Regions from separate parts of the Mus musculus genome. Here regions 1, 2, 3, 4 and 5 are each linked to region 6. The links are chromatin contacts, called in public ChIA-PET, Hi-C, HiChIP or PLAC-seq, Micro-C and promoter capture Hi-C maps. All regions are on one chromosome and are shown on one strand. Each heading gives the region's core, a stretch centred on a gene start, on an enhancer-like site or on the middle of the called end of the contact. The rest is flanking DNA. Distances are from core to core; before and after follow the strand shown.

Region 1 (3,612 bases), core at 1,019-3,518, 230 kb after region 6:
ATGAGGCTAAAACTGACAGCCAGCCTCAGGAGTGGGTGTGTGCTGGAGCAGGTGGCTCACTTCAGCCTTTGGCTTTGAGGACTCATCTGCTTTCTGCCTGTACTCTACTGGGTAAGGAAAAGTTGCCGGGAAGGAACAGTTGCAGTCTGGACAAGAGCACAGAGCAGACTTCTCCTGTCATCAAGAAGGCAGTAGGATGCATACACTAGCAAGATTTTGCTGAAAGGACCCAGATATAGCTCTCTCTTGTGAGACTATGCCGGGGCCTAGCAAACACAGAAGTGGATGATCACAGTCAGCTATTGGATGGGTCACAGGGCCCCCAATGGAGGAGCTAGAGAAATTACCCAAGGAGCTAAAGGGAACTGCAACCCTATAGGTGGAACAACAATATGAACTAACCAGTACCCGGGAGCTCTTGTCTTTAGCTGCATATGTATCAAAAGATGGCCTAGTCGGCCATCACTGGAAAGAGAGGCCCATTGGACTTGCAAACTTTATATGCCCCAGTACAGGGGAACGCCAGGGCCAAAAAGGGGGAGTGGGTGGGTAGGGGATTGGGGGGGTGGATATGGGGGACCTTTGGGATAGCATTGAAAATGTAAACGAGGAAAATACCTAATAAAAAAAAAAAAGGCAGTAGGAGAGAAATAGCCTGGGACTGGAAAGGAGGCAGCCCCAGAACAACATTTAAACAGGCTAGAAGGAGAAAAATTTAAAAAGGACACCTACCTTCATTTCCAGCGTGAACACCTGGTATCGCAGGGAAAAGAGAGAAGGAACACAGAAAAAGCAACACGTTTGGGGGAAAGAGATGAGCAACTGAGTTTTAGACAAGCTGCCTAAAGAAAGCAAGTACCCTGGTAGTATGTACCTTTAATCCCAGCTTGGAACGCCAAAGCAGGCAGATCTCTGAGTTCAAAACCAGCCTGGTCTAGATGGTAAGTTCCAAGTCAACCAAGTCTACCTTGTCTCAAAAACAAAACCAAAACCAAAACCCACAGCAAGCAAGGTAGAGATGCCTTAAAGACATTTAAGCTTCAAGCTCTCTGGGCTAGGAGCTGGCTCAGCTGCATGTGCCACAAAGCTAAAGACCCCAGTTCCTTCTCTGGGACAACAAGGTAGGTGTGATGGTTTGTATATGCTTGACCCAGGGAGTGAGAGTGTCACTATTGTTGGAGTAGGTGTGTCACTGTGGGCTTTATTACCCTCCTCCTAGCTGCCTGGAAGCCAGTCTTCTCCTAGTGGCCTCCAGATGAAGCTCAGAACCAGCTCCTCCTGCACCATGCCTGCCTGGACACTGCCATGCTCCTGCTTTGATGATACTGGACTGAACCTCTGAACCGTAAGCCAGGCCCAACTGAATGTCAGTATAAGAGCTGCCTTGGTCATGGCATCTGTTCACAACAGTAAAAGCCTAACTAAGACAGTAGAAGAGAGCTAATCCCACAACTAATCCTTTGATCTTCATATATGGGCTCCCACACAGACATAAAGTAAATAAATTTAAATTTTTTAAAAAATTAAAGCCGAGCAGTGGTGGCGCACACCTTTGATCCCAGCACTTGGGAGGCAGAGGCAGGTAGATTTCTGAGTTCAAGGCCAACCTGGTCTACAAATTAAGTCCCAGGACAGCCAGGGCTACACAGAGAAACCCTGTCTCGAAAAAGAAAAAAAAAAAATTTAAAAGACCTTCACTTATAAAACAAAACATTCTCAGATGAGACAGGAAGATTACTTAAGCCCAGGAGTTCAAGATAGTTCAGGGTAGTATAGTGGGACCTCATTCCAAAACAAAAGAAAATATTTTGTCTAGTAAGTTTTGTTTTGGTGTTTGTGTTTGTTTGTTTGTTTGTTTTGCCAGACATGTTGGGTTACACCTGGAATCCTAGCCCTTGAGAGGTCGAGGGAGGAAGTGAGCTTTGACTATACACAGAGACTCAAAAACAACAATAATAAAACAAAAAGACCTACAAGTTTTCTGTTTGGTTAATCTCCACCTATAAAAGGCATTGCTTTTCAACATGTTCTTTCTCAAATGTATAAGATCTCCTTTATCTTCCTTTTTTGAATTTCTGTTTCTGTACAAACAAGAACTGTTGGCCAGAGGTGGTCTAGAGAGTTGTCGAGTTGCTGTGGAAGAGATGCTTGGCCTTCTTGGTACAAATCGATTTGCCTGAGCATGATTATTTCCCTGTCTGGTACTGCACTATGCTGATGCTCAGATGACTCACTGTCATTGGAAGATCTCTGTAGACTGTAGGCATCTCTAACTAGGAATGGCATTAGTCATCATCCCCAGTGACCAATGGAGAGTACACAGAGTACACAAGACATCCTACAGCAGCATCTAATATGACTGACTAAGTGACATTAAAACTCAAGGCTCAGAGACTTAGATCATAGCTAGCCCATATATCCATCCCTTATCCAAACAGTGAACACACAGTGTGTCTAGGACAAACAGTGAACACACAGTGTGTCTAGGACAAACAGTGAGCACACAGTGTGTCCAGGACAGGGGTGCTTAAGGTACAGAGGATCGATGGTAACAAGGGACAAGTCTTCACATTTACAGTTTTGAGCAGAAGTCAGCCAAGAACAGATGATCATCACAGTGAGGTTTTCAACACTGAAACAATTGATATGACAGGGATACCCAGGGACTGTTGGGACTCCTAAGAAAGAAAACCCCCTTTTCACAGAAATGACATCTAGACTGACTCATGGTGGAAAAGAGAAGCCAAGAGCAAGATTGGGTTTGAAGAAGACAGCAAGAAAGGGTGTTACAGAGAGAACAGTTTCTACAAAGGTCTAGAACAAAAAGGGTTCTTAGGGGAAATGAAGTATTTTAGTTTTACTGGAAAATACTTCTGAACTTACAAAAGAACCAAAGTAATCCAGTGAAACGGTTTAAGGTAAAGGCACCCTGCCACCAAATTGATCACCTGAGTTTGACCCTCAGGACCAAGAGGAGGTCCTCAGGTGGCAAGAGGAAAGAGATTTCCTCTCAAGCCCAGGAGACTTGAGGGAAGTGGTCTTCACTAAGGAGACACACTGGCTAAGCTGGGTCTTGGGGTGGAAGGGGTTGACAAAAGGTTATGCCAGCCTGATGGCATGTGTCTGCACTTGGGACACACACACACACACACACACACACACACACACACAGATATGAAAAAAATGAGAACTGAACTACAGCTACACATACTGGCACACACCAACAATTGCAATCCTAGCACTCAAAAGCTGAAGCAGGAGGACTGAGTTCAATGTCAGCCTGAGTGCTATAGGATAGAACACAGACATACAGAAGGCAAGTTAAATCATTACACAAGTTGGATACCTCAAGATCTCAGGGCTTCTTTCTAGGAAACAGCCAAAAAGGTATAGATAAGTGACTAATCTGCACCAGTATTTATCTCAAGTGCTGTTGCTGTGTGACCTTGGGCAAGTTATTGAACTTCCTTATGCTTTTACAAGGAGAATAAGCAGAACCTGTCTTAACAGATTGATCTAAGGATTAAGTGCACTCATACATTGAAAAAAGACTAAGACAGTGCTGGGCCCAGAGCAAATAAACACTCAATAAGGGGTAGCTCTTCTTAATTC
Region 2 (3,648 bases), core at 1,052-3,551, 150 kb after region 6:
AGAGAGAAGCAGGGAGTGTATTTGATGTGATGGTGACTAACAGCACTGGGCTTCTGCCAGCATGACCACGGGATGGCTCGGAGGGAGCGTGGGCCTCCTTGCCCTTGCATTGCCCACCCTGGCGCTTCTCACCCCTGCACGACTGTCTCTCTCAGCTTCTCGATAGCCTGACTGGGGATCCAGTGAGACCTGGAGTCATGGGGCCAGGTTATGTGGGGGGTGCTGGGAGCAGGGGAAAGGAGGCTGGATCTCTCTGGGGAGACATGCCGCCTCTGTCCCAAGAGTGGAGAGAAAGGGGTGGATGGACGCTTCTGCGTGGCTCAGAATTAAAGGCAGTAAAGGAAAGGGAAACTGGCCTGCGCCCTGCACCCCTCCCGGGCCCCATCTCTTCCCCTCAACCTGGAGGAGGCTCTGCTTTGGTCCAGACAGGACAGGACCTGGGGTTTCCGGGGTATAGACTAAGCACACATCCTTCCATCTGTGCCTCCACTGTTGGGGCTGAGAGCCCCTCTGCGACTTTTCCTGCTTCTGAGTTCATGGGGGGTGTGGGAAGTGGGTGTCTGGTGGACTGTGGTGCAGTGAGCATGGCAGTTGCACCCTTTCTCTCTCTCTCCACTGTCTACTCGCCCAAAATTTGCCCCAGACCAGGCCTGGGCTGAGGACAGACTTCCCGAATGGCTTCCCCTGGGCTCCCACTAGTATCCTTTCCTATGTTGGTCACTCCAACTCACTCCTATGAGCCCAAGTGGGACCCCAAAGCTGAGACCCCTTGACTACAGAGACCGGAGACAGGCCCATCATCTGGGTAATCTCAACCCCTCCCCCAGCAGCCGACAAACACCCTAAGGGACCAAGACTCCCATCAGCTCAGAGTCTCCGACTCCACTCCATATGGGGCCTCAAGAGGCCTGGGGGGAGGGGAATCTTGAGCACACCCCCGCCCCCAATCTCAGCAGAGAAAAAGCTAGGAAGGCCCCAGGGGTCTCACTGCGCCCCAGGACACTCAATCCAGGAACCCCAGCCTCGGCCTGCTGCTCTGATCTTCAATAGCCAACTGCCTGCGTGCGGTCCCTATTCCCGAAAGGCACGGGGACTAGGGTCGGGGGGAGGTTTAGGTTCCGGCCTCTGCCTTTCCTTCCAGGCTTTTGCTATCGCGACCGAGCCTCCCAATCCGGCCACTTGTTGTCGCCAACGCCTCCCAGCTGCCTCGGCAGCGCACGGGTGGGGGGTCCCTCGCAGGGCCGCAGAAGGGGATGGGGGTAGCCCTGCACCCAGCAAGAGCGGGGCAGTCGCCCTCTCTCCCCTTCTCCCACTGCCGGAGCAGATTGGATTCTCAACGCGACACGAGCGGAATGTCAATAGGAGCGCAGAGCCACGGGCGGGCGCCGCGGAAGGGATCAGGATGCGGACGCTCCGGTGGCGGGCGCGGGGGGCAACAGCTCGGACTCTCCACTTCAGCCCCCGCCGCCTTGCCGCACCGTCACCGCCGGCCACGCGGCCCAGTGACCCCGCTGCGGGGCCCCGCAAGTTTCCGCAGCGCTGGGGGCCACGCGGGCAGGGGCCGGGCTGCTCCTGCGCCGCGGCGACCCCCACCGCGGCGCCCGGGGCCACCCGGCCGTCCCGCCTCCCGCGTAGCCGCTCATCCGAGTCGCGCAGCAGGGTCCCGGGCTCCCCGGGCCAGCGCGGCACCAGGGCGCACAGGTAGGAGGGCTCGTGGCAGGGGTCCCGGCAGGGCACTCACCCTCTAGCTCGTCCTCAGGGATATCCACCGGGCGCTGCTCCGACAGCAGGTTGGGCACGGTGTAGATGCCCCGGTACATCAACGCCGCCGTCACCGGGTGGAACGGCATCTTGGAGGCTCCGCGCCCGCCCGCCCGCCGCAAACTTTGAGGCCGGGGCTCATGGGCCGCCGGCGGCCCCGGGGGCGGCTGGAGCGGGCGGTGCGCGCGGTGCGGCGCGCAGTGGCGGCGGCGAGGCAATGGGCACCCGTCCGGGACCTAGCGCCCCTGCGCCCCGGGCTGTCGGGCCATGCCGCCGGCTCCTTCGTTGGGATCCCGGCCGGGGGCTCGCAGGGATGGCGGGGGCGGCGCCGCTCCGGCCTCTTGGCTCGGACCGCTGCGCGCTGCGCTCCCTCCGCGCGCTCCGCGTTGCTCGCCGCCCGCTCGTCCGCTCGCTGGTGCGGCTGCCCGACCCGCCGCTCCGGCTCCCGCCGCTGCCGCCACCGCCGCCGCCGCCACCGCCGCCGCCGCCACCGCCGCCGCCGCCGCCGCCTGCACTCCTCACTCGCTCGCTCGCTTGCTCTGTGCGGCGCTCGCCGCGCTCCCGCCTCCCCCGCCCGCCCCTCCCGCCCCCGCCCCTTCCCGCTGCCGGCCCCTGAGCGGCCACCCCAAGCCCTCCCGGGCGCCTTCTCTGGTTCTCCCCGACTCTGCTTTTCCCCCAGTCTGCTTCGGATTGCTGTCTCCCGCACCCCACGTTAGCAGCCAGCAGGACCCGGGTGGTGTGGACCAGGGGTGGAGCCGTTCCTTGTACCCCCTATCCCACCTGCCTCCACTAACCCTCCCCCAGCGAGAGCGGAGAGCTGAGAACTAACGACTAGAGACCCAGAAAGGTGAGGTTGCTCCAGGCGCGAGGGTCCTCAGGACCAGTAATCCTCAAGTTGGTGCCAGGAGAGGCTCCAAGGTGGGGAAACTGAGGCTTAGAAAAGGACATTGGCCAAGGTCACCAGGCAGGGCCAGCAGGCAGAGGCCAAGCACAGATCTGCAGGAGACTCCGCTGGCCTGTGGCTGACACCAGCAGTTGACTTGATCCCACAAAGGGCTGTTGTCCTGGCTCCTTCCTGAGCCCTTGCCTCTCAGTTTGCAGAGCAGGAGCCAAGGTCTGTCTCATGTCCCCAGGGGCCATGAGGAGGAGGCAGACGACCCAGAGCCTGTTGGTCACATGGCTGCAGGTTAGACCTTCCTCCGGTCCTTAGCATGTGTTCTATGGGGGTGGGGGTAGGTGTCTGGAGGGGGGGGCAGCATGTGCATGCGTTTCTCTTCATCTTTCGTTCAGGACACTGTGAAGATACGTTTTCAAACCCACTTGCAGATGAGAGTGTTTGAACTGTGCACGGCCACCTACATGTGAGCTGTGAGCTGGCAGCGAAGGGCAGAAGCCCGGAAGCAGGTGTGGGCAGGTGCGAAGGCCCTTGGGCTGGGAGTGCTATGCGTATCCGAGCACAGATGTGTGTGTCTCCGTGTACAATTATGGGATCTGGTGAGCCCCTGGCCTGGGTGGGCCTCAGCTGGCCTCAGTCTCATTCCTGGAACCCTCATCTGAACTATCTCCCTGCCCCCTTGGGTCCAATCAGCCAAAGGCCCCAGCAGGAAAGCTGATTGCCACAGCCTGGCCATGCCCTTCCCTGGCTGATTACATTTTTCTGCTTGTTTCTGCTTTTGTCGCTGATTAATCATAGCCCTGTCTTGGCGCCGGGAGAGAGGGGCTCAGTGAGAGACAACACCCCCAGCCACCCTGGGCCAAGGCAGGCCTGAACCTTTAGGACTTGTCTAGGGCTCTGGGTTTCTCATAGGCATGTGAAACCTGTAGAGAAGCCAGACAAACCCTGGCTCCCATCTGAATGTCTGTTCCAGGCTTCTGGCCAGTTGCTAT
Region 3 (3,417 bases), core at 68-2,567, 150 kb before region 6:
AAGAAGGTAATAGACACTAACATCTGACCTCCAAATGCACACGAATTTCCAGGTGTATGAAAACACAGATGTGCACAGAGAGAAGTAAAATGCTCTGGGCTATATGGCGAGCACCTTTGGGGTGGTACTCAGGAGGGAGGGGCAGGTAATCTCTGAGTTGGAGGCCTGGACAGCAGGGCTACACAAAGACCTGACTCAAACCGGATTTAATAAACGCCTTTAATACCAGCACTCGGGAGGCAGAGGCAGGCGGTCTACAAAGTGAGTTCCAGGACAGCCAGGGCTATACAGAGAAACCCTGTCTCAAAACAACAACAACAACAAATACAAAAACAAACAAACAAACAGACCTGACTCAAAAAGCAAAAACAAAAAAACACGAACAAAAACCATCAAATTTTAATAAAAAAATTGAAGATCAGCAAGAGAATTTGGTTTGCCCAAGTCCTCCCTGTTAAACCTTTTGCTGAGCGTACGTCAATAAATTATTAGCCACCATTTTCACAAATTCCATTTGTCCCTGATAATTCTGCTACTTCATGCTTGCTCGGACTAAGCGGTTCCTACTGTATTAATTAGGTATTTGTTCACGCTCTTTGGTTTTTAAAAATATATTTCTCATGCTAGTTCCATTAATCCATATATTCAACGTTTACTGTGCAATTTGCACTGTTCCAGGTAAAACACGGGATTACAAAAAGTTAAATATGGTCTTTGCCTCAAGAAATGAATGGTCTGATGAAGGAGAAATTAGGCTATCGTCCTAATAAAATCTACCACCTTTTAGGGGCAAGAACCACGCTTACACTTTGCTTTCACTAGGTGAGCAGATAACGTACTACACGGCCCATTCATGCTCCTATCATGTATATGTGCATCTAAATCAGGTTTCCACACACTAGGGAAACCTGACTATGTGTCGTTCTGGGTCTGGCTTATTTCACTTAATTTAGTGATCTCCAGTTCCAACTTTTAAAAAAGGCCTAAATCATTCAGCTATTAAAATGATGGAAATTCAAGGTCTACCAGTTCATTCCTCGCCACCGCATCGCCACCAGCTCTTTGTTTAACGTGTGAAGTTTTTCACCGTCCAGAGTAGGCAACCATGATACCTGAAGCTTCCGGTCCTCGTTGGCCCTCCGCCACGATTACACGATTACACTTCTCCTCAGAGGGCTGGCGAGTTCCACAGATGAACCCAGTCAATTAAAAAGAACAGAGAAGTGTGAACTTGAAGACCCCAGAACCCACCCGAACGCCTTCCTCCGGAGACCCCGCGTGTGAACACGCGGCGAGGCCTTCCCCTCGGCCTTTACCTCAGCAGAGGCCAACGGCTTTTCCTGGCAAAGCCCACCCCTCGGCTTTACGACTTTCCGGCCAGGGCCACAGGAGTCTCCTCATGCCTAAGTCTAAGGTTGGCCCCTCAGCAGGCCTTGCTCTACCTCATGAATATGCAAAATAGGGCAGCAGGCAGCCTACCCACCCGGGCTGTGGGCGGAGCCTGCGTTCCCTTGGTGTGGGGAGCTCCTGGAGCCTTCGAGGACTGCGGACTGTGAGGGGACGCCCACTTGGATCACCTACATAACCAGAACTGAGGAGAGGCAGGGCATGGCTGATGGGAACAGTACACCTGATGGGGGTTCTCCAAGATCTGAGGCTGGAGCCTGGGAGGGCCTGGACTCAAACAGAGCGCTTTGCAGTCCTGGGGGCTTTGCAAGTCTCTTTCCTAGACTTGGACCCCACTGTAATCTTCTACTGTAGTGTTTAATTATGCGGCTAAAACTTGCCTATATTAACCTTTCTTTGTGCTTCACCTATCTTAGCCCCACCCCCATCCCCATCCCCGCCTTTCTCGTGTGTGTGTGTGTGTGTGTGTGTGTGTGTGTGTGTGTGTGTACACTAGGGAGCAAGAGGGAGACATAGCCAGAAGCAGAGACACCTAGGAGAGTCCAGAGTGGTCATGATGACCCTGAGCCATGTGAGGAGAGGGAGCAAGGTATGAGAAAGAGGAGAAGGGGAACCGGGTGCAATGACCAGGAGGCAATAAAAGGGGGGGGGGTAACCAAAATGGTTGGATTATATAGGGAAGTGCACCCCAGCCCGTAGGTGGAGAGTTCAGGGTAGGGACAAGGTTTGCCAGACAGAAAGGCCCTGGTTGGACTGAGAGATGCTTGGGAGAACCTGGTGGCCATGTCTGCTTTAATATGTTAAATAGGCACCTCAGCCATTTGTCTGGGTTTGAGACCTAACATAAACCACAATCCAGGTAAAAATAGTTTAGATTTTTTCAACCTTTGCCATAGTTAGTGCCCCTCCCTCCAATCTTCACAATCAAAATGGTTTCTAGACTGCCAGCAGTCCCTCCTTCCAACTAGGTTCTGCTTGGATCCTGTACTTTCCAGAAGTAACTTTTTATTTGGTTTTAAAGGTCCATTCCAAGTCTCAGAATTAACTTTCCTGGTTGGACCCTCAGACTCCCCTCTATACTGCCTGTCTGTCTTTGTTTTCCTTTGCTGTAGTAAAGACATCATGACCAAAAGTAACTTGGAGGGAGAAAGGGCATATTTTATCATCCAGCTTACACAGCATCTTGAAGAGAGGTCAGAAACTCAAGCAGGACAGAAACCTAGAGGCAGGATCTGCAGGAGAGGCCACAGAAGAACGTTCCTTACTGCCTTGCTTCCTCAGGCCTGCTCAGCCTGCTTTCTTACACAACACAGGACAGCCCACAGAGGGCTGAGCCCTCCCACATCAGTCAAGAAAATGTCCCCACAGACTTGCTCACAGGCCAATCTAATGGAGGCAATCTCTAACTGAAGTTCCCTCTTCCCCAATGACCCTGGCTTCTGTCCATTTGACCAGTACATGCATGCATGCCTGTGTGCCTGCAGACACATGTGCACACACTAACCTAATTATCATATGCTTTGCAGTCTGAGCTCAGCCAATCAACGCCATGTTCAAAGGCCTTCTGTCTTGCCTTTACACTAATGGCCATCTAACATATTCACAGAGCTATTTTCTCACGTTTTTTTATTATTCTATTTCTTTTATGGCATTTAATAATGGGTTTCATTTCTTTCTTAACCTGCTCTATCTAGAATGTGTGTGAGATAAACAAACAAGCTTCATCAGAATATCTCCAGATATTCGGTATAGTACCTGGCAAATGGTAGGCACTTGACAAACATTGGTGGGTCAAATGTGCTGGTGTGTGCCAGGTATTCTCAGCCATTAGGGAAGTTGAGACAGGAGGACCTCTCTGAGTAGGTTAGTAAGTAAGGTCCTGCCAATAAATACATACATATATACATACATACTGTACTGGCTAGTTTTGTGTCAACTTGACACAGCTGGAGTTATCACAGAGAAAGGAGCTTCAGTTGAGGAAATGCCTCCATGAGATCCAGCTGTAAG
Region 4 (3,609 bases), core at 640-3,139, 190 kb after region 6:
CCAGCCTGCACAGAAAAGGGCCATGGGCTGAGTGTCTGTGTCCCCTCCACTCGCATGCTGCAGGCCTGAGCTCACAATAGAAGACTCCACAGGCACACACAAGCACACCGTGAGAAGCTGCCATCTGCAAACCAGGAGGGACATTCTCACAATGCCTCCTTCATCTTGGATTTCCAAGTTTCCTCAACTATGAGAGGTAAATTCCTCTTGTTTATAAGCTTTCCAGCCCCTGGTATTTTGTTATAATAGCCAAACACACTGAAACAGTAAGAAAATACAAACTATAAAAAACCAAGACCCAGAACAGGATGTGGTCTTATGCTGATCACAACCACATAAACATGCACATCTGGCCAATGAGGAGCTCAGACGGACAGTCGGAGCAATAGCTCAGGATCGTCAGCTTCTTAGCTGTTGTCAGTATGAGGGGTCAAAGGAGGTTAGCCTGGCTCAGTGGTTCAGGCTGGTCTCCAGAGTAAGGGGTTTCAATCCTGGTCCTGCTTCTCATCAGCTATGTGGTGCTGGATGAACTCATCAAACTAAGTCTATTTTCCTTTATATAACTGCAACACTAAAATGTTTTTTGGAGTCTGGGCCTCATAGCAGTCCCGGCCAGATGTGAATCTGCTACGTAGCTGAAGATAATCTTGAAATTCTGATCCTCCTACCTGTATTTCTTGAGTACTAAGATTACCGGTGTATACAACCATGCCTGACTTACACTATGTTAGAGGTGGATGTTAGACAAGCACTCTATGAACTAAGCTATATTCCCAGTCCCTAAAACCTGCTTTTGATTCCAGTGGGATGTTTGTTAATTCGTGTGAATGAGACAAACACCAAAAAGCTACATGGAGACACAGGTGTCAATCCATGGCATCACTGTGATCTCTGCCAGCTGTAGCACTATTCTTCACTCCTGGCTCAAGAAATGAGAATGATCTTACTTAAGATTTCGTCCACAACGGGACTCCTCCTGTCCATCTCTGCTCCACTTCTGCTGCCCACAAAGGGAAGGGAGAGCATGTGACGGAAGTGCCTGTGATCTGGCTGGGCTCGGGGTCACCAGCATAGGGTTACTCGTCTCCCCTGGCCTCCTCCGGCTTTGCTCAGCCTAGGAATTTTTTTTTCTTTTACCTTCATTCTAGAACCACTGCTAAAGAAAACTGTATTTTACTATGCGAACAACAGTCTTAACTTGGGACTCAATACAAGCCAGTCCTATTTTTCAGACAAGGTATAAAACATAAATTTCAGGATACCATCTTAATCAAGTGTTAGTTTTATCCTGGGACCCTGACTGTTGTCTTGATCTGTTGTCTTTAATTTTTAATAATTAGAAACTTTGTTCTCCAGTGGGTGACAACAAAGCAAACCTTTGCAGGGGTAATGACTGGCTGCTGTTGTGACCTGTGACTCTAGGCCAGATCCACTCACTCATGCTCACGACTGACCCAGCAGGCCACAGAGGGTACATACTTTTCTTTCTCTATCTCCATGGAAAGTCGCTTCATGTCCGTATCCTTGAAGTCAAATGACAAGCTGTCAGCAATAATGTCGAAGCTCGGTATGTCAGGAGGCAGTGGTGGTGGAATTGGGTTCATGGGCTGTCAGTGAGAAAGCTCCTGTTAAGATGCTTAAATTACACAGGACAGAGACCTCTACAGTCAATACTGCCAGGTAAGTGGTCCCAAAGCAACCACAATCAGACAAGTCACCCTTCTCTCCTCAAACCTCATCATTTCTACGGTTCCTTGAATCAAACGCAAACTTTCACTCAGCTTCTCATTTAGGAAGCTCATTTAGGCACTGGGCTAGGAGTTGAGACACAGGAAGGAAGACAGGCTTCCTGGCTCTAAGCAGATCAAAGTCTTGTTCAGGAAGCAGATGTATTTGCAAATCCTCATAGTTAAGTAAGATGAACATGAGCCAGAGGAGGGACAGGGCGTATGAGGTTAGAGGGATCTGCCAGGGTACAGCTTCCTTGGGGATCAGTGAATGAGCCAAAGGAGAAAGGTGCCAGGCAAGAGGCATGCTGGTAGGCAGGGCAGACAGGATCCATCCAAAGCACTGGGCATCTCAAGTACCCTGTGGGGTGACTGGTAAGAGACTGGCTTCGGGTCACAAAGGCTTTGCTCGTATGGAAGGGGCTTAGATTCCAAAGACAGAGCCAGAAGAGTGCTTGAAAGGGGAAACCAGCTGACTTGTTTTCAGGATCTTTTCACTCCAGAACAGAAGGTCACCTAACCTACAGTCCCTACCTACCTCTCTAGTGTCCCTCATTATTTGTCCTGCTAAATCATAAACAGTACTACGTATTATCCCACACTTAGCATGTGTCCTTTCTTTCCCTCCCTGCCACTCCTTCTCTCTCTTCCTCCTTCCCTGTCATTTTCTGTGACATTAGGGATGTGCCACATGGCCAGAGCTGGTCTCAAACTGGTGAGCCTTCTGTGGTAGCTTTCTGAGTGCTAGCACTGCAGGTATGGGTCATAGCAGCCCAGCAAGGTCTCCATTCCCCTTTCAAAGTTCTCAATTCTTCCAGTCTCTCAGCAAAGCCCTTCGAGCCCTCTCACCTTCTACCCTGACAAAACAGCTGCTCATTCCCTTTGCAGTTCTCTGTCATGATGTGCATACTGCTGCCCCGCCCTTTCCTCAGCTCCACACTGCAGAGATTCCTCATGGGTATGTCTTTTTTCCTCCTAGGATCTTTTACTGAGTCTGGGACAATGTTTGGAAAGGAACAGAACCTCTCAGCCTTTATTTATGGCAGTGAGGTCTAAGGTAGGATGTATGGAGTCTGTCAAGTGTGCCCCTGAGCAGGATATCTAGGTCCTACATACACTGTTTTCAGGGCTGAATTCTGGGTAAATGAGAGAGTCTGCTCTGTTGACACTTCATCAAGCTGGACAGTTATAATCTAGGCAGGTCTATTTACCTTATACTTCAGAAATATTCTCAGAGCTGGGCAGTGGTGGCACACACCTTTAATCCCAGCACTTGGGAGGCAGAGGCAGGCGGATTTCTGAGTTCGAGGCTAGCCTGGTCTACAGAGTGAGTTCCAGGACAGCCAGGGCTACACAGAGAAACCTTGTTTCAAAAACCAAAAAAAAAAAACAAAAAAAAAAACCAAAAAGCGCAGAAAAATTCTCAGAAAGGAAGAACACTAGCCGTTACCCTTTTAGTGAGAGCAGAAACTGACACACCCTCTTTGGCAGGTGGCACAACTGAGTATCTGACCTTACAGGTCTAGGAAAACTGTCACGTCTGTGTGCAAAAATTTGTTGTTCAGTGCAGTTGTGTTCAAAACTGCTATAGGAAATACACTAAGTCCTCACCTATAGGGCCTGGCTGGCTGAGTCACAACCCACCCATTGACATGATATGATTAAGGAACTAGAGTGTGCTCCTCTGGAGAGACAGTGCTAAGGGAAAGTGCAAAAAGAAGAGCACTTTGAAAGTCTGCTCTAATGGCTGTTTGTTTTAGACACAGGTAATTCAGGTATATAGTCCAGGTGAGTGCTCAGACTGCCACAGTCCCAGCTGTCACCTGACTGTGACCATCTGATCTTGAGAGAAGACATGTGCCTTTAATACACTATGCCCAAG
Region 5 (3,294 bases), core at 518-3,017, 170 kb before region 6:
TAAATATAAGGAAGTTTATAACTGATGCATAGTATTTTTGATTAATATGACTGAACTACAAGTAAATTCATTTGTTTGTTTGTTTGTTTGTTTGTTTGTTTGTTTCAAGACAGGGTTTCTCTGTGTAGCCCTGGCTGTCCTGGAACTCACTCTGTAGACCAGGCTGGCCTCGAACTCAGAAATCCGCCTGCCTCTGCCTCCCAAGTGCTGGGATTAAAGGCGTGTGCCACCACTGCCCAGCTGTACAAATAAATTCTTAACTTGTTATGTCATAAATATTTAAATAATTAATATGTTTTATCAATGGTATCTCAATTTTCTACAATCATTTTATACCTATGGGTATATAAAACTTCAAAAAAAAAGTCCACAAAACTTTCAAACAAAAGACTTTGGATCTGTTACATATCTAAAAATATATTTAAATCCTAAGCATTAATATGATATATTCTCTCATATGATATGTTCTCTCATATAATAATATATATGTCAAAGAAATATACTGAACATTTATAATATCTTAAGTTCTGATATATCCAATTTTGAAATGCTAAAATGTCATAAATCTCACGAGGGGAAGCGGGAAAGATGCCTGTTTAATGCTGTACTTGCCAAAAGTTCATGCAGAGACAGAGACTTGGCCTTTAAGTTTGTACTTACTGTTAATACTGCCATGTGTAGCTTCAAGAGAAAAGAAAACTCTGTTATTATATGTTTGTACTATAGTATTGACAATTCTGATGAAGACTAATTCAAATATTACTTCAGAGAGAAAATATTCAGAAGGTCAGAAAAAGGAACTAATTCACCCATTCAAACAATTTCTATTACAAACACTGGCTTTACTGGGACAAAAGAAGGATTATCAAAAAAAAGTTTCTTATTTTCTAATTCGGGAACCAAAAGATATGCAAAACAATCCATTATTGTTCAAAATTAAATGTACCACAAGAATCCCTAATAAGTACTCCTTTTAAAATTTACCAAGCAAGGTAAACAACTTAGAAACTCTGATGTGTCTCACAAACTCGTGCCTTTCTCTATACATCACAAAACTACAAAGACATTCTCTCAGCTTTAAAGAATATTGAATATACAGACATAAATAGAATCAACACTATGATAAATTCTTAAATATAAAACGTGAGGACCATAATTCTGTAGCAGTTGACTAAAACTTTAGTGCCACCTTGTGGCTATTTTAGCATATAACTGATTTTTTTTTTCTTCTTTATAACTGATTTTTATGACCACACAGTAAAACTATTAATAGTTTATTGTCACATTAAAAGAAGAAAGAATATGGCTAGCCGCTGATCTCAAGATGCATGCCGACTAGAAAGGGGAACTAACAGTAAGAAAATCACATGGCCACACTGTTATACTCAGGGTCTGCTGTGAAGAAACAACACAAAGTGTTAGGGGAACCCTCAAATGAGGGACAATTTTAGCGGCAGGACAAGATGGAGCTAGGCAGGCCATGCATAGGGTCTGGACAGACCTTTTTGAGCAAGAGGAACAGTATGTGGAAGATACTGGCATCCTAGAGAGTCTTCGTGTAGCCTGAGCATGGGAGTGAGGGAGGGTGTCTTAGAAAATCAATAGGGACATTCAGGCCTGCTCGATCGTGCAAACAGCTTTGAACACTTTTTTAAATTCCTGGGAAATTTTTAGGCATAAAGGATAACATGATCAGAGTTCAGTTTCTGAAAGAATGTAGTGTGGTTCACGAGCAGGAATTGTGAGAGATGAGAGGGGCAATAGGGGAAGTACCCAGAATTTCATAACTAGTAAGACCATGTTCTTCAACAGGACATCTTCCAAGGGCACTTGCTACTTGAAACCTGGTTTTACTTGAACTACTCTTTGTTTCTTTGGGTTTTCTTGAGACAGGGTTTCTATATAACAGTCCTGGTAGTCCTGGAACTCACTCAGTAGGTCCCACTGGCCTGAAACTCACAGAGACCTGCCTCTACTTCCTGAGTGCTGAGTTTAAAGGCTTGCGTCACCAGTGACCTGCTTTTTTATTCCTCTTCCTCCTCTTCCTCTTCCCCCACTCCTTTCTTCTTTGTAAGAAACAGGGTCTTGTCACCGCGTGGATGGCCTTGATCAGGACTGTTAGCTGAGATCTCTGGAGTGAAAGAGGGTCTTGTCACGCGTGGACGGCCTTGATCAGGTTAGCTGAGATCTCTGGAGCTGCCCTTCTGAAGGATTCAGAGTTTTTGCATAACTTAGTCCCAAGACATACCTGGCGAACCAGGAAATCTCCTGACTGAACTGCTTAGGTAATCGGCCTTCACACAACTCCTACATCAGATAAGAGGTTTTGCTATGCGGAAATTGTCTTGCTAAAAGTGCCTTTTTTGTGTAACAATAAAGAACTTATGAAAAGTTCCTAGGTGTTCAGTACTTCCGAGGCTAATCCATCCCGCTGCGCTGCCGAGAAGCCAAATTCATCCTGCAATGTCTCTTTCTCAACCCAGACCCCAGACAACCAATAATTTAGCAACAGGTACAGCTGAACCAGTAGATAACTAGCAATCATTAGCCCTCATATGAGCAACACTCACCTCCTGCCATGTCTCTAAGCCCTTCCCTGATCTGTCTTATCTTTGTATCCCTCTGTCCCCTGGGTCAAAATGGAATGAATGTGAGTAACTGTTCACCCAAGGTGGGAAGGAGTGAGGGACTCCGTGACTACATTACTGACACAATGGCAAGCCTCTTCACTGCAGCTTAACGTGGAGCTGACGAGTGAAGACTTGGGGGAATGGAGCAAGCATAGGAGCAGGGGTTTCATTCAGGTGCATCGCATCTCTTCAGCCAGACCTTGAGCCTTCATTCTTCACATTCTTCATTCGTGTCTACTGAAGCATGAGAGAGCATACGCACTTAAAATCTGGGCTGTGTCTTTTAAAAGTTCAAAGTTATACACAGGAGTTATAATTAACAAAATAAAATAGAGTAAAACTTCATTATTTAACTATTTCTTCTTTTCCATCTGCAAACCGAGTCACCGCTATTTAGAACATGTTCAACGTGCTAACTACCAGATTCTTGTCTTCCTTAACCCACATCCTGTGGATCTTGTCCAGTGACTTCAGAGGAAATTCTGTGGTTAAAAAAGATATGCGTATATAAAAAGGAAAACGAAGCTTTCGTTTCTATTTGTTGTAAGGGAGACAACAGTGAGGCGACACAGACAAAATAAAAGAAAATCGACTAACAAATAAAAAAGCAAGCACTGCTATACTGTTAAACACTACAAAATAAAATGTCTAAACTTTTTTAAGG
Region 6 (3,613 bases), core at 840-3,339:
TTTAAATGCATTAAGACTTAAAAAGAGAATGAAAATCCCTCTTCAATGTAAGACATCAAGTAATTTTTAATAACTAACTAGTGTTTCTCATACCAATACTATTCATTTGATTTTTTTAAAAAATCTGAAAAGAAAATTCTGTGAGAACTATGGTAAGTAGTGGGGATTATCAGGAAACAAAACAGACAAGGTTTCTGGTGTTAGTGAACAACTGGGTGAGCCTCTCTATGATATGTCAGAATACAACCCTATGCAACTGTTAACACTTTCTTCCACCTCTTCCAAAACTGTAACAATCCTCAACACACCTTTGAAATATGAATTTATCTCTTGGTAACTCAGAATTCCACTTTATCACAGAAAGCAAAAACTAGTGCTGTTAAGAGGGTCTTTAAACTGACTTTACCATACCTCACAGCCTGGAGCAAATTTCAAGAACTTGTCACAACCTACAGTACACCTTCCAGGTCCACAACCCTGGTCTCAAATGACTGTAACACACCCTGCTACCCTCCACTTTACTGGAAACCTGAGCCAGATGGTTTAGAAGTAACTACAATGTTGGCATGTTAGAAAGCACCTTTAGGACCCCTCTGTGGGCCAGAAGCAGACTTCAGGCCTCACTTCCTTTATTTTCCTCTAGGTTTTTGGACATACGTTCAGCTATACAACATTTAATTTGATAAAATGTGTTCTGATGCCTTGTGAACAAATTCATTATGCTGCTCACAGTTACCTAAAAAGTAAAAATGGTAGGGGTGAAATATGTCTTCATAGGCAATCACTCTAACCTTCTAGAAGCTTCCAAATTTAGTTTAATAACATATTGCATAGTGTTTACCCACAACGGTGTCATTCTGTAAACTCTTCTACTCAGTCAAGCATGGAAAAGAAGTCTTTCACTGGCCATCAACGCATGTTATTTGGTTTCCAAGTAAAAAACACAGAAACATTGCAGAATCTCAAAGAAGGCCTCCTTCACATCCCCACAAACAAGATCATTTTGATACAGAACCATCTACCATTCAATCGTAACTTCTGACGGCTCACTGTTCACAAGAGGAACGAGGCTGAGCCTCCACTACAAGAACACATGCACTTTTAATACAAAAAAAAAAAAAAAAAAGACCCTAAATGTCAAAAAGCCAAGTGGATGTCAAGATAGTAAGAAGAATAAAAACGTAAACTTCATTCTGACAATGACTGAACATTAATATCTAACAGAAACCTGTGTGTAAAACTCACAAGTGAGATGATCTGACTCCTGGTGGCCTAACAGAGTGTGCAAACTCTACTTCCAATTTTTGAAATAAGTTTTCTGGCCCCAACAATACCATCTTGGGTCATGAAATGCAATACATCCAGTACAATTTCAACCCAAGAAATAATACTGATCTTTTGCAGAGCTACTTGAGCAGTGTTCCCCGAGCTCCTCCAACCACCCCTGGACCTTCGTTCCCCTTCAAGCACTACCAGGTCAGGAGGATGCCCTGCTGCAGTTAGGCTGAGGCCCGCACAGCTCGCCCGTGGTTTCCAACAGCACGACCTCCGGCCTCTCGCCACTAAGGACTCCCACGGTCTCGACCAGGGCCTCGGGCCACACGCTCACCTCCCGGAGGCCCGGGAGCGTTTTCCAGGGCGCCCCAGCCGCAGCTCCCAACACTCCGAGTGTTACCCACCGCCAGGTTCAGGATGGCCGCCGAGCTCGGCGACCCCGCCTCCCCCGACTCGCCCGACCGGGCCTCGGTGCTCCATTCTGAGAGCTTGCCCCGGGAGGCCGCGGCCAACCCAGCCCTCGGCCCGCCGCCGCCTCCCCGGCCGGTGACAGCCGCCGCACTCGGCCCAGGTCCGCCCCTCCTCCAGCACCTCCTCGCCACCAGAGCCGGAGGGTGGGCTTCTTACCAGGCGGCAGGACATGGCGAGGCCCGCCACCGCAGGGCCTCCTCCGCCACCCCAGGAGGCTGCCAGCCAGGGTCGGCGGGGGCCAGCGCCTGGGCCGCTGGAGCGTCTCCGCCGGCTGCTCCGCCGCCGCCGCCGCCGCTGCCGCCGCCGCCTTCTCACAACCACAACAACATGGCGGCAGCGGCCACACAGAGCGCGCTCCCGAGACCGATCGGAGCTGAGAGCGGGGGCGCGCGCGCACGCTCCGGCGCGCTGTCCGCTGTGGGATGGGGGGCGGGGGGGAAGACTGGCCGTCACGGGATGGGCGAGGGCGGGGCCTGGCTCGTTGGTCACGCCCCAGGATGTGGGCGGGGCTGCAAGTCACCAGACTGTGGCTGCAGAGAAGCGTCAGGAGGAAGAAAAGAAAAATGAGAAGTGAATAAATAAACCGTTACGAATTAAGAAAAAGAAAAACAAGGTTTAGAAAGATTTTTCAGGCTTCTTTTCCAACTTAATGGACCAAGACAGCACTTCAGCTTACTCTACTTTCTATTAAAACTAAGAACAGTAGTGATATTATATCCCCAGCAAGTATAGTCAATATAAAACTAACTTAATACCGTGCATGTAAATATAGTGTGCTATAAGTTATGCCCAGAATACAAGTTCAAACTGCCTCAACGCCAGCTCCTAATAAAAAAAACCTCAGTGCTCAAAGAAAAGCAAGGGGGAAAAGAATCCCTACTTTGACTGGCCTCCAGAAGAGCCCCATAGTCTAACACTGTAATACCTTATTTTAGGTCAGCAGTCCTCGGGGTCTCAAATATCCTGAACCTCAGATATTTACATTATGATTCATGGTAGTAGAAAATTACAGTTATAAATTAGCGAGGAAAGTAAGTTGGGAGTCAGCATACGTGAGGAACTATATTAAAGTCACAGCGTTTAAAGGTTGAGATCTACTGGCTTAGGTCCTAACAAATCCTCAAAGATATTTCACTTCCTTAGATGAATTTTAACATGACCTTGATTTTTTATCAGAAGACAAGTAAATGAAATTTATCCCTGTATTTGTTAAATTGTTTATCTCCCCCCCCCCATTATTTGTTTCTTTGTATTCAACATTATTGCCTCTCTGCCCCCACTGGAGTTTAAGAATAATTAGAAAAAAAGGATGCTGTCTTATTTGTCATTATGTCTCCAGAACCTAAAATTGCACAACACAATAGCCAGACAAATCTCCTAATTATGGAAGAGCAAGTGTTTATATTTATCTAGTTGAATCTTCATAAATGGTCAGGCCTATCTTTATTTTACAAACAAAAAAAAAGTAAAACCCAGAATAAGTTGAATTTAACTTAAACTTCAAACCCAGGCCCAGATAACAACACAAACTGTCCTATTACTCTCTGGGCTACCCACCACATCACAGAATCTCAAGGAAGGTCAAGGAAGGCACTACATCACAGATCAGTTAGCAAAGACTTCCCACCGCCCTCCAAGGACCTGTCTTCCTCCTCTTCAATGCAGCTGATTGTGTCTCCGTTTTCACCTTCACTAGAAAAGCACAGGCTAAATTGGAAGTACAATGATTGCACCTCTTGGGTCAAAAAAAAAAATCTTTTGGTAGTGATAGCAGTAAACTATACACTTTCATTTATAATCCACTGTCCTGGTTTCCCTTTGTGTATATTCTCATGGCCTTTGTGGGACAAGAAAAAAAAATAGAGCA

The links. A called contact is a pair of places that touch in the nucleus more often than the background predicts. ChIA-PET counts read pairs in DNA pulled down with a chosen protein or histone mark. HiChIP or PLAC-seq counts read pairs in DNA pulled down with a chosen protein or histone mark. Capture Hi-C pulls out chosen DNA fragments and counts their contacts.
Region 1: a contact with region 6 is called in an H3K4me3 HiChIP or PLAC-seq map of bone marrow-derived macrophages, with 2.5 times the contacts expected there. The contact joins the enhancer-like site here to the promoter of Mtmr3 in region 6. A contact is called at or near these places in 7 of 39 promoter capture datasets (the 3T3-L1 cell line, the C10 cell line, cranial neural crest and 3 more), 1 of 15 datasets of contacts at CTCF or cohesin (the NIH/3T3 cell line), 8 of 484 Hi-C or Micro-C datasets (the N1E-115 cell line, Th1 cells, Th2 cells and 5 more), 11 of 115 datasets of contacts at active chromatin or transcription factors (CD8 T cells, the HPC-7 cell line, the SCID.adh cell line and 6 more) and 3 of 9 other capture datasets (adipose tissue, liver and pancreatic islet).
Region 2: a Micro-C map of embryonic stem cells shows a contact between it and region 6, with 3 times the contacts expected there. The contact joins the promoter of Cabp7 here to the promoter of Mtmr3 in region 6. A contact is called at or near these places in 6 of 39 promoter capture datasets (embryonic stem cells, hippocampal neurons, liver and 3 more), 3 of 484 Hi-C or Micro-C datasets (the HL-1 cell line, embryonic stem cells and nephron progenitors), 5 of 115 datasets of contacts at active chromatin or transcription factors (the HPC-7 cell line, embryonic stem cells and pancreatic cancer cells) and 3 of 9 other capture datasets (adipose tissue, embryonic stem cells and pancreatic islet).
Region 3: a promoter capture Hi-C map of adipose tissue shows a contact between it and region 6. The contact joins the promoter of Hormad2 here to the promoter of Mtmr3 in region 6. A contact is called at or near these places in 15 of 39 promoter capture datasets (the 3T3-L1 cell line, 3T3-L1-derived adipocytes, the HPC-7 cell line and 10 more), 2 of 15 datasets of contacts at CTCF or cohesin (CD8 T cells and the NIH/3T3 cell line), 5 of 484 Hi-C or Micro-C datasets (the Ba/F3 cell line, the N1E-115 cell line, Th1 cells and 2 more), 3 of 115 datasets of contacts at active chromatin or transcription factors (CD8 T cells, the HPC-7 cell line and embryonic stem cells) and 3 of 9 other capture datasets (adipose tissue, embryonic stem cells and pancreatic islet).
Region 4: an RNA polymerase II ChIA-PET map of memory CD8 T cells shows a contact between it and region 6, with 6 read pairs. The contact joins the enhancer-like site here to the promoter of Mtmr3 in region 6. A contact is called at or near these places in 1 of 39 promoter capture datasets (the C10 cell line), 1 of 484 Hi-C or Micro-C datasets (centroblasts), 2 of 115 datasets of contacts at active chromatin or transcription factors (embryonic stem cells and memory CD8 T cells) and 2 of 9 other capture datasets (adipose tissue and pancreatic islet).
Region 5: a Hi-C map of CD4 T cells shows a contact between it and region 6, with 2.8 times the contacts expected there. The contact joins the enhancer-like site here to the promoter of Mtmr3 in region 6. A contact is called at or near these places in 1 of 39 promoter capture datasets (the 3T3-L1 cell line), 2 of 15 datasets of contacts at CTCF or cohesin (CD8 T cells and the NIH/3T3 cell line), 4 of 484 Hi-C or Micro-C datasets (CD4 T cells, the N1E-115 cell line, Th1 cells and 1 more), 3 of 115 datasets of contacts at active chromatin or transcription factors (CD8 T cells, embryonic stem cells and memory CD8 T cells) and 3 of 9 other capture datasets (adipose tissue, embryonic stem cells and pancreatic islet).

Annotation. Positions count from the first base shown.
Region 1 is chr11:4,824,098-4,827,709 of GRCm38.p6, forward strand. The region is part of intron 1 of Nf2 (neurofibromin 2); the gene reads right to left. Among named protein-coding and RNA genes, the nearest start is that of Nf2, 24 kb to the right of the region's middle. Within about 2 kb of position 2,269, at least 64 of the 459 cell types and tissues checked have an H3K27ac peak or open chromatin away from gene starts, as enhancers often do. A contact at or near this core is called in CD8 T cells, the NIH/3T3 cell line, Th1 cells and 2 more, where this site is marked.
Region 2 is chr11:4,744,878-4,748,525 of GRCm38.p6, forward strand. It overlaps Cabp7 (calcium binding protein 7), which reads right to left and starts at 2,302. Exons shown (of 5, transcript NM_138948.4): 1 at 1,742-2,302. The coding sequence starts at 1,850. Gm35102 (a long non-coding RNA gene) reads left to right here and starts at 949. Exons shown (of 4, transcript XR_003949631.1): 1 at 949-1,701; 2 at 2,441-2,608; 3 at 2,895-2,947; 4 at 3,052-3,648.
Region 3 is chr11:4,439,765-4,443,181 of GRCm38.p6, forward strand. Hormad2 (HORMA domain containing 2) reads right to left here and starts at 1,318. Exons shown (of 11, transcript NM_029458.1): 1 at 1,113-1,318.
Region 4 is chr11:4,782,957-4,786,565 of GRCm38.p6, forward strand. Nf2 (neurofibromin 2) reads right to left here. Exons shown (of 17, transcript NM_001252250.1): 14 at 1,480-1,607. Among named protein-coding and RNA genes, the nearest start is that of Cabp7, 38 kb to the left of the region's middle. Within about 2 kb of position 1,890, at least 43 of the 459 cell types and tissues checked have an H3K27ac peak or open chromatin away from gene starts, as enhancers often do. A contact at or near this core is called in centroblasts and memory CD8 T cells, where this site is marked.
Region 5 is chr11:4,420,929-4,424,222 of GRCm38.p6, forward strand. It overlaps Hormad2 (HORMA domain containing 2), which reads right to left. Exons shown (of 11, transcript NM_029458.1): 6 at 661-681. Among named protein-coding and RNA genes, the nearest start is that of Hormad2, 19 kb to the right of the region's middle. Within about 2 kb of position 1,768, at least 62 of the 459 cell types and tissues checked have an H3K27ac peak or open chromatin away from gene starts, as enhancers often do. A contact at or near this core is called in CD8 T cells and Th1 cells, where this site is marked.
Region 6 is chr11:4,592,701-4,596,313 of GRCm38.p6, forward strand. It overlaps Mtmr3 (myotubularin related protein 3), which reads right to left and starts at 2,090. Exons shown (of 19, transcript NM_001373897.1): 1 at 1,903-2,090.